Linked DNA regions of Sus scrofa: region 1 is linked to region 2. A link is a contact called in public Hi-C data. All regions are on one chromosome and are shown on one strand. Each heading gives the region's core, a stretch centred on a gene start, on an enhancer-like site or on the middle of the called end of the contact. The rest is flanking DNA. Distances are from core to core; before and after follow the strand shown.

Region 1 (5,309 bases), core at 2,455-4,954, 290 kb after region 2:
GTGTGTTTGTTCACTTATTCATCCGTCCAAAAGGATTGATTGAAGTAGTTTGCTAGGTGCTAGGAATACAGAGAAGGCTTAGGATATCCTTTTTTCTCTCAAACAACTTCTAGTTATTAGCTGGACTATCACAAAACTCATCAAATGTTCAATGATAGATGGTCTGATAAACTATAGTACATGAACTCCGTGAGTTATATCCTTGAATGAGACACTTAGAGACTTACTTTGACCTCTTTTTAAAACTATAATTTTGAAAAGACTATATGGAAAGATGGGGAAAATGTTGGATGGAGATGAAAACAAATCAAAGGTATGTGTCTACTCTGATTACAATTATGTAAAAATATGCATGCAGATTGCCAAGGACTAGAAAAAAATAGCCAAATGTGAACTCATTTGTTGAAATAGGAAAATGGATGATTGCTTTTCCATTTTCAACTTTTTTCAATGTTAAAATCCTCTAATGATTGAAAAGTTCCAGAAACAAAAAAAAAAAGATGCAAATAGGATTTTATAGGTCAAAGGATGAGAAAACTCTGCTGAAGGAGTAGTCGAATTTCAGTAAGAGAAGGAAGCAGCAGGAATCAAGGCATGAAGACAGGAGAGGAAGAGCTGTCATTGGAAAACTGCAAAGAATCCAAACCGGGATGTATTTAGAAGAACATGGGAAGATGGGACCAGAAGGAAAGGTGGACCTTAGCTACTGAGCTGAGGGTTGCAGACTTCATTTAACGAGACTCTAAAGCTTTTTGAGCAGGAAAAAATCCAAGCGGAGCTTGATGACTCTGACCACAGCCCTGAAGATGGACAGAAGCTGGAGCAGGGGCAGCCAGGGAGACCCATGAGGAGACTGCTGCGTGATCCAGGGCTTGGCAGAGGAGACTGGAGAGCCTCTGTAGAAGAAAAATGGTCACAACTGGTAACTTGGTGCACACAACTCTAATATTTCAATTTTGGCCATTATGAAGATATGAAGCTAGTGGCACTGATAACAGAAGAGGAAAAGGAACTGGTTTGGAGCAGAAAGAAATTTTTAAAACACATTGAGTTTGAGCTGCTGTTGGGACATCCAGATGGAGATGACAACACATAGTCTGAATCTTGAGTAAGAGATCCACACTTTTGGCAAAACAATTTGACTGTCTCCCTCTTCGCTGGATGTTCTTCCCCCAGCTCTCCGTAACAGCTCCTTGCTGTCTTCACTAAGCCCTCTGCTCAAACATTGCCTCCTCGGAGCTTTTCGTGCCACCCTTCAAACAACACCCCTGTCACTCACTCGCCAACCCCCATCCCTCAGTTGCTTCTTCATTACACCTACCTATCATTTTACTGCTCCCCCCAACAGTATCCCTTTTGGAGATGGGATGCTATTTGCAGCTTCCTGTTTGAAGAACTAAACATTAAAGGGTACCTATGTGCCAATTCACTCTTAAATTTCTATTATGAAATGATAACAACTAAGCATATATTTTTCTCTTTCAGATCCTATTCTAAAGGTGTAAAACTTCTACTATGTTATGGATCAAAAATCCAACTCAGAAAAAAGGGCACACACCAACTGAGTGGTAGCAAACACTTGCAGGTATAGCCCATTGGCCAGCTCTTCATCACATGATGACACAGACACAACTAACTGCAAAGGAATCTGGGGAAAGTTGTCTTGGGGGCCATGACCAGCTAATAATCCTAGCACTACAGGGAGAAGCAGAGGATGGAGATTAGGTGACAGGAGTCATCTTCCCCTGCAGTAGATGTCTGAACCAATTGCAGAGCCCTGGCTTGTGCCTGACTCCAAGGACAGTACTGTGGATATGGGACTCCAAGTCGCCTTGAACGATTTAACTCTCACCAAGTACTTCCTTAATCGGCTCACCCTCTTCCCCTTCCCCAGGCACTCAAAAATGAGGGTGTGTTCAACATTTCTGTATTCTAGATGCCAAAATTCTATAGAGCAAAGGCCAGACACAACCATGCTGCTGCTTCTTGACCAACATTCTGGGTATTTTTAGCCAGCACCAGCTTCATATTTGCAGGATGCAGTACAAAATGAAAATGTGGGTCCCTAGTTCAAAAATTATCAAGACCTCTCCGGTCACTGCTGTGGCAGGGCTTTGATCCCTGGCCCAGGAACTTCCACATGCCACAGGCAAGGTCAAAAAAAAATTATCAAGACTTTTGTTTGTTGGTTGGTTTTTTGTTTTTGTTTGTTTGTTTGTTTGTTTAATAGCCCCACACCCAGAACACATGGAAGTTCTCAGGCCAGGGATTGAATCCAAGCTACAGCTTCGGCAAAGCCGGGCACTTTAATCCACTGCTCCACAGCAGGAACTCCTATCAAGATTTTTAAGACAGCCACAGCAGATCATTAAACCCAGCCCAGGCCCCTTCTAGGCATGGGGTTCTGTATGATTGTCCAGGTCACAGGCCTATGAGGCCGATTCCATATTTAGCCTGAAAATAAAAAAGAAGGAAGCTGTTACATATTGTGAAACCCACAGGCAAGTAATGTTGACTTTTCAACCTACTTCAGCTTTTAGGTGAGATTTTTTTCCTTGTCAGGCTCAGAAAATGTGGATGTGTCTTGGGGATCAAACAGATGGATTGTCTCATTTTACAGAAGACACAGAAGCCCAGAAAGGGTCTGTGAGTACCCAGAGTCCAGCTTGGTGCTGTGTACCAGAACCCACTCTAGAGGTCTGGCCTGGGGACTGTGTCCCCAGGGAGCCCTAGCAGCACTACAGGACAGGGTCATTTTCCCCATCAGGCTGGCTCTGTGGTGCCAGGTCACCAGTATCCTGGACAGTCTCAGGACCTCCCACTGCCTACTCGGGCTGGACTCTTCCTCTGGTCTCTGGGCAAAGCAGAGACAAAACCAGAAGTCACCCTGTTCTTGGCTCCCTTTAGGAAAAGTGCCACTGGTCATGGAAAAGCTGAGTGGTGGCCTGAGAAAGAAGGGCTTGGCCCCTGAGCTTTGATGCTCCCTTCTCAGACTCCTCCAGGCAGTGGGTGTGTGCCATTTGCGGTAGAGGTAAGCAGAGAGGTTACAGGTGGGCTGCTGGACACAGCCTGCCTGCCAGGTGCAGACGCTGGCCCGGGTGGGGGATGGACACACCCACAGTCATCCTGGCAGAGGTTGGAGCAGGAGGCAGCAGGCAGGAGAGGGCGGCGTGGGGGCTGCACGGAGCAGAGGCAGTGGCAAGGACAGATGAATGTGTCATGGTTAGCAGGCAGGCAGAGGTGTCAGATGGGCACGCTTTTCTCCAGGGGAAAGAAGCCCGTGTGAGACACCATGCCAGACGGCGGAGAGGGGAGTGATTAGCAAGCACGGAGTGAGTCAGGCATCCAGTCCCTTGGGCAGAGCGCCGGCTGCGGGCTCTCCTGGGTGCAGACTTGGTGCCAGGCTACACAGCTGGCGCCGGGAAAGGTGCCAGGCTTCCTGCAGGGGCCTCAAGGGGTGGGACGGGAAGCCTGGGGTCTGATGGCCACCTGCTCCTGGCTGGAGTCCAGAATCCGCTGGTGTCTCTGCCCCTGGCCCCGCTGGCCTCAGCTACCTTCGGAGCAGGCCCGATACCCTCCAGCCCTCAGTCCCTCGCCTTTCCCGTCCCTCTTCCTCTCCCGCACCGCACACTGAGGACCTGGGGCTTCTGAAGAGCCTGAGGGAAGCAGACTTACTTCCAGCCCCCGCAGCCCCGCCCTCGCGGAAGACCAAGCCTGTGCCCTTCCGGGAAGGAAAGGACACCCCTGCGTGACGCGCCCTGAGGCTCTGGTGGTCACGGCCACAGCACCACGGGCTGTCCTGCCTGCCCACGACTCCTAGGCTGGTGACCACGAGTTTTCTGGTGCCCTGGCGAGTGTGGGCAAAAGAAACCCATCTGTTTTGCCTCCCCTACCATAAGCTGGAGACCTGCCAGTGGCTTCCCAAGCCGTCGGGCCCCTCATCCCGCAGGCTCCTGGGTCCCCACAGACCTGGAAGACTAACATTCTGTGGCCCCATTTCTAGAAGATCCCATTCAGAGCCGACAGCCCCTCCCTGCTGCCCCCAGGCCCCGGTGGTCCCGGAGCTCCTCGGAGCGGAGGGGGAGGGGGAAGGGGAGGCGGAGCGGGGAGGCCCCAGGCTGGGGTCAGAAACTCAGCCGCGCTCCTCTGCAGCTGCAGGAGGCCCAGCTCGGCCCGGGGAGCCTCTGTGCCCAAATTCTACCCCTAGGCGGGCTGTCGCTCTGCCTGGTCCGGGCAGGGGGAGCGAGGAAGGGCAGCCATGGCCTCTAACCTGCCCTCCCGGCCAGGCGTTAATCAAGCACCAGCTCCTCCCGGGATCCAGGAGGTTACTCGGGGGCCACACGCCAGATGTTAGCGTTTCCACAGCTGTGCCCGCGACTCCCGAGGACGAGGGAGCTTTTCATACTCCGTGGTGGTCCCCCCTGCTTGTCTTTCTCCTGCCAGAAATTTCTCTGCCCCAGCTGAGGAGGGGGATGGAGGGCGGGGGCAGGCGCCCTCTTCAGCCCTGGGACCGGCCAGGGGCAGGCCCGTGCCGGGCCTCTGTCCCCCGCCTGACCCTGCACAGGGCCTTCAGGGTCCTCTCGCCCCCCCGCGTCCCTCCGCGGAGCTATGGGCACTTCCGAGACCCAGGGCCTCGCTGCGTCCACCTTCCCAGCGCTTTCCGCCCCCGTCTCCATGTTCTGCGTCTGCGAATGAGATCAGCACAGCCGCGCTGAGGTAAGAGGCTCTTCAGCGGCCGAGCTGGGGAGGGAACAGCAGCCGCCGGGCCTCACCTGCCCGCGCAGCCCCGGCTCGGCTCGTCGTGAGGCGGTGACGCACGTTGTCTCTAAAGGCCAAAGCCAGCAGAGCGAGCCTGTCACCTGCGTCACCGCGCGGGCGGCCAGCTCACCCTGCCGTGCGTCACAGATTATAGGCCTGAGACAGGGGTGAATGGCCCCTCGTATCTTTGTGGGCTGGGCGAGCGAGTGCAGGGTGGAGGGTGGGGTGTGTTTTTTGTGAGGTGGATGGCTCGGGTGTTGGGTGGGCTGTGTTGGGTGCGGATTACGTGACTGTGCGTTGTGTGCGGTGTGGGGGCAGCCGTGGGGTGACGGTGCCCCCCGGGGAGGAGGCTTACACCGTAGAACCCTAACCCCCCCCAGTTAACGTTCCCTCCCAGAGACTGTTACCGGGAAGGGCCTCGGTTTGTGTTCCTTATAGAGTGATTCTCGAAGTGTGCTTTGGGAGTTCCCACGGCGGGGCGTCTCTGCAGAGCCAGGACGCGGGTTCCATCCTGGCGGAGCAGGGTGGATTAAAGGATCTGGAGTTATGGC
Region 2 (5,021 bases), core at 806-3,305:
CTGTTCAAACCCATGTCGTTCGAGGGTCAATTGTGCACTTACACTTATTCAGTGTTATTGTATGTAAATTACACTTCACTCCATAAAGCTGAATTTTAAGATGATCTAAAAATATTTAGTACACATTTTGTAAAAGTCTGGAAGAATGTACATTAAATTTTTAACAATGGAGATGAGATTATGAAAGACTTCCACTTGCTATTTCACATTGTTTTCTGTCTCTGTAACATTTTATCTTTTTCCAAACGGACTTCTATATTAGTCAATATTTTTATGATTGCTAGTGACAGAAACCCAACTCAAACTAACTTAAAAAAAAAGGTAGAATTGATTTATCAGCTCAGGTGCCTGTACTGTCTGGCGGGGGGCGGGGAGGTAGGCAGGGATTCATACATAGCTGGATCTGGGTGCTCCACCAAAGTTTTTGAGAGTGAGACTTTCCTCATCTATTGGTTCTTCCCTCCCCTGTGTTGACTTCTTGCAGACTTAAACAGCCTACTAGCTTAGCAACCTCAGAGGAAAAGATACACCGAAGTCCTAAGCCAACTCTTAATGAACCAGCTTGGGACATACGTCCTCCTATGAGCACTGGGACCCTGATGGCCAGGCCTGGGTCACAGGACCGTGCCTGGAGCTGAGCAAGGGCAGGGTGGTCTCAGCCCCACACTGAAGAGTGGTGCCCAAAAGAAGAAGGAAAAAAAGAGGAAGAAGGAAAAAAAGAAGAAGAAGGGGGTCTGATATCAGAATAAAAGCAGCTTAGCAGGCAAAAGCAGCAGGTGATTATTTTAATGTACTGCTTTTGGAACTAGAAAAAAGTTATTTGGTTTTAGTTTTTAGAAAAACAGAGTCCAAGACAAATATCCACTGGTGTTTTTCTAAGAGAGCATAAAGCCCTCTGTTATGAACTGAATGTTTGGGTCTCCTCAAAATTCATATGTTGAAACCCTAACCCCTAATGTGATGACATTAGAAGGTACAGCCTTTGAGAGGTGGCTAGGCTTGGATGAGGTCATGAGGGTGAGGCCTCCGTGGTGGGATTAGTTTCCTTCTGAGAAGAGAAAGAGGCTAGAACGCTCCCTCTCTACCTTGTGAGGGTACTGTGAGAAGGTAGCCATCTATAAGCAAAGGCGCAGGCCCTTACAGGACCCTGAATCTGCCAGAACCTTGATCTTGAACTTCCCAGTCTCCAGAAATATAAGAAATAGATGTTAGTTGTGTCACCCACCCACTCTATGGTAAATGTCATAGCAGCCCAAGTTGACTATATGACACCCATGTATCTGCATAATCTGACAGATTGGAGAAAAGCTAAGGAGGATTCTATCCAAGGCGAACACTTTCTTTGCCAAAACACAGTAATTCGTAGAGAGAGGGAAAGGTAAGATTGGGCCTGGAAGGGATTGGTGTAATCGCTTGAGGGAAATGACACATGAGGTTGACTAGGGATGAAAAAACAGGACTTCCAAGTCAAGCTGAGGGTGGCCACATGACTGTACTATGGGACCACTCTGGGATATGGGATGGCTCAAACTATCATGGGGTTGCATTCATGCACCACTGGATCCCAGCTCCAGTTTAGGGATATTGCACTTCAGAAGGGTCAGGCCAATTTTGCCTGATGGTAAATAATTTGCAACACTTCCATAGTAATACAAATAGGAATGCATCATGAAGTAAGAATTAGATGTGATTTTAAGATAAAATAAAAATTTCTTGCTTTCAATAACCCCTTCATGCTGCCTCCCACTCTCTCCTTCATGTGAATTCACTCTCCTCTGCCATTAAAAATGCTTTGGTGGACATTTTTGAGAAGTATTTCTTTAAGGAACAAGGGCTGGACATGAGGGATGTTCTTGGGGTGTTTTATAGTGTCCAGACACTTTGCCAGAATCCACAGGCAAGGATTCAGATTTGAAAGATTTGGGATTTTGAGGACAGGGCTAACATCTGGAAGAGTTGGCAGCACCGATGTTAGTATATGCATGAGGGACTGAGGTTTGGGGCTGCTCACGTAAATCCTAAGAGCAGCTGCATTCCTGGGTAACATCTCATGCGGAAAGTATGGGATCCTGCCCTGGCTTAGGGTCTGTATTAGCATCTCTGTGAGAAGTAGGAATCTAGTGTTCTAGGAGAGGCAGATTCATTTCTGAGTTCAGGGGAAGTTCATTTCCAAACAACAAGCTCTAGTGAGTAGCTTTTTGACTCAGATTTGGTGAAAAAGGGAGATGGAGCCCAGCAGGTTTAAAGTTCATAGGTTTAATAAGATATGGGAGATCCACAAAGGACCTTAAAAGGACATTTTAACACCACAAAAGTAGGAAGGACAAGATGGAAATGACGACCCTTCCACAGAAGAGGACCATTAGCTGGCAGCTGGTCTGTTTTGTTTTGTTTCTTTTGTCATAAGGCAGAAGAAAAACTTTATCACAGATCACATCATTCTGAGGAACTAAGAATACTACAGCAAAGGGCAGGATGGTCCTTCCTTTCATGCATTCTGGGATGACATGAAAATTACCCCCAGGAGGATTTTATTAAAAGACAGAAAGATGAGCTACACTACTGGAATACTCATTTTGCAATATTTAAGTGTATCAAACAAATGCATCATACACCTTAAACTTACACATTATATGTCAATTGTACCTCAATTAGAAAAAAATAAAAGACAGGGAGAAAGACGAGCTCATAACAATTAGCAGGACATCTACAGCCTGACCACAGGATAGCGAGGACACTGCCGCCTCTGTCTCTCCTGGGCAGGGAACCTCTGGAAATCTTAATTAATAAATCTTGGCCATCAGGGTGATTTTTAGAGGGCAAGGAATAAGGGGAGGTGGAGCAGAATGGAAGAATTAAATTGGAAATATAGATTCTTGGACTGAGGTGGATAAAAAAATTAAATAATTATAAACCCAAGGCCAAACAAAAGAAAAAAACAGTCAGCCTGCACCTGGAGCATTAGGTTCTGGAAATCCAATTTGCACATAGAAAGTAGAGGGGCCTTCGCTGAGGGGGGCAGGAGCTGAGGCCTCGCTGGTGAGCAGAGGACCGTTGCCCTGGAGACAGTCTTAGCTTAGAAATGGCAAACAGGAAAATCACAGAGGCTTAAGGGAGAAAAAAAAACACTGCTTAGGATGGTTGACATCTTAGAAACCAGACTACACTGCATGAAACAAATGTACCTAAAAGGATAAATACAGATTTAACTGCTTTGAAAAATGAAGATAGGAAGAAGAACGCTATTTAGTTGTTTCTAGATTAGGATGGGTGATCAACACTCAAAGAGATTTAACAGAGGGGGAAAAAAAGGTGAAATTTGTTAATCACAGAAACTGGAATACACTGTCCTATCTCGCCTCTGTCCCAGGGTGTACTTTTGAAATGTGCTTTCAGAGAGATAGTGATGGAGAAATAATAATAAAATAAATCTGGGGATCGTCCTTCTTGGTGCCATCTTGAGATGGCAGATTTAAGAGAAGGAAGTGCAGAGCTGTTCAGCACAAAATCCAAGGGGATTGATTCGCTAGCTGCAACACAAGGCAATGATTGAGAGGGAAAGGCTTGGGCAACCATACCCAGGAAATTTGGGTATTAGGACTTGGTAAAAGTGGATCTGTACACCCCCCTCAAGGTGACTAAGGGTTATGGTCCTGAAATAGGAACCCTGAGAAGCTGAAGCTAGAGAAGGGGTTTCCTGGAGCAGAAAGAGCTGACCAGATCTGTCAAAGGGCTCTGAGTAAGGGACAACTGAGAGAAGCAAGCCCAGATGTGTAAGAAGGACAGATGTGAAAAAGAGAAGTCAATAACAAAGGAAAGAGGAATGGGGCCGGGGGATAATGTACTGCCCTGAGCAACTCCTGAGACCGGACTAAAGCAGTGGTTCTCAAAGTGTAGTCCCCTGACCAGCAGCATCAGCATTATCTGTTTTGTGTTTTTTGGGTGTTTTTTTGTTTTTGTTGTTTTGCCACAATCATGGCATGCAGAAGTTCCTGGGCCATGGATGGAACCCATGCCACAGCAACAACCCGAGCCACTGCAGTGACAACACCAGATTCTTAACCTGCTATGCAACAAGAGAACTCCAGCATCATCTGGAATTTGGTAAAAGGCAAAGGCTCAGTACCCCCGCAGCAGCAACCCTGGGGATGGGCTTGGCAATCTGTGTTTCAAAACCCCTCGAAGTGAAGGCGATGTGCACTAAGTTTGAGAACAACCCCACTGGAGCTTGGCTTTAATGGCTGCGGAGACCAGTGAGCCAGGGATCAGGGCTCCCTTAAGCTTCCGGGTTGGCCTAGATGGGTGAATAAATGGTGAGACTCACCAAAGGGGAGCCACGAGAAGTCACATCTGGTTTGACACTGGTGTTGGAGAGGTTTTAAGCAAAACTCCCCAGCTTATAGAAGAGAGGAAGTAATAGGACTTTGGGATGCATCAGAACTCACTGATAATCTCTCCCTATCAGAGAACTAGCTCTGGAAAACTACAGGTTTGTAATAGAATTAGTGAATCCCATCACAGAAAACAAACAAACAAAGCTAACCCTGTGATCTTAATATTGAACAGGTCCACAGATTAGAAGGCCCCCAGGGAAATGGAAAAAGTACATTTTCGGCTTGGAGAGACCAGGTAGTAAAGCACCAAAAAGCTTTAGACATCAGGAACTAAAAACATGTGGACGTAACTGGATGGGGTCAGGGCACTAATGGAGAAGACTGTAAATGACTGTAATTTTCAGAGCTGTGAAGCCATCAATTGCACTGGGAGGACTGCCTGCTATTAGTGTAGTACTCTCTGCTCTCAAGATGAAGCAGCTGGAGGCTGTGAAATTGGTTAAAATGATTCCCAGAAAAAAGAAAGAAAATTGAATATAAAGGATAGGAGGTCTTCTGCCACCCTCTCAAAAGAGATGGGGCCCAAAGGCCTGGACGGAGGGGCCTGGACCATCCTCAGAGGTGAAACTGTCTTCAAGTTTCTGCAATCCAAGGATGGAGTTCTAAGGCTAAAGACTTAAGGGTACT

The links. A called contact is a pair of places that touch in the nucleus more often than the background predicts.
Region 1: a Hi-C map of embryonic fibroblasts shows a contact between it and region 2, with 2.7 times the contacts expected there. The contact joins two enhancer-like sites. A contact is called at or near these places in 2 of 5 promoter capture datasets (fetal skeletal muscle and liver) and 1 of 47 Hi-C or Micro-C datasets (embryonic fibroblasts).

The regions. Positions count from the first base shown.
Region 1 is chr18:18,651,062-18,656,370 of Sscrofa11.1, forward strand. No RefSeq gene overlaps it. Among named protein-coding and RNA genes, the nearest start is that of TMEM209, 38 kb to the left of the region's middle. Within about 2 kb of position 3,705, at least 56 of the 83 cell types and tissues checked have an H3K27ac peak or open chromatin away from gene starts, as enhancers often do. A contact at or near this core is called in embryonic fibroblasts and fetal skeletal muscle, where this site is marked.
Region 2 is chr18:18,365,801-18,370,821 of Sscrofa11.1, forward strand. No RefSeq gene overlaps it. Among named protein-coding and RNA genes, the nearest start is that of MEST, 26 kb to the left of the region's middle. Within about 2 kb of position 2,056, at least 8 of the 83 cell types and tissues checked have an H3K27ac peak or open chromatin away from gene starts, as enhancers often do. A contact at or near this core is called in embryonic fibroblasts and fetal skeletal muscle, where this site is marked.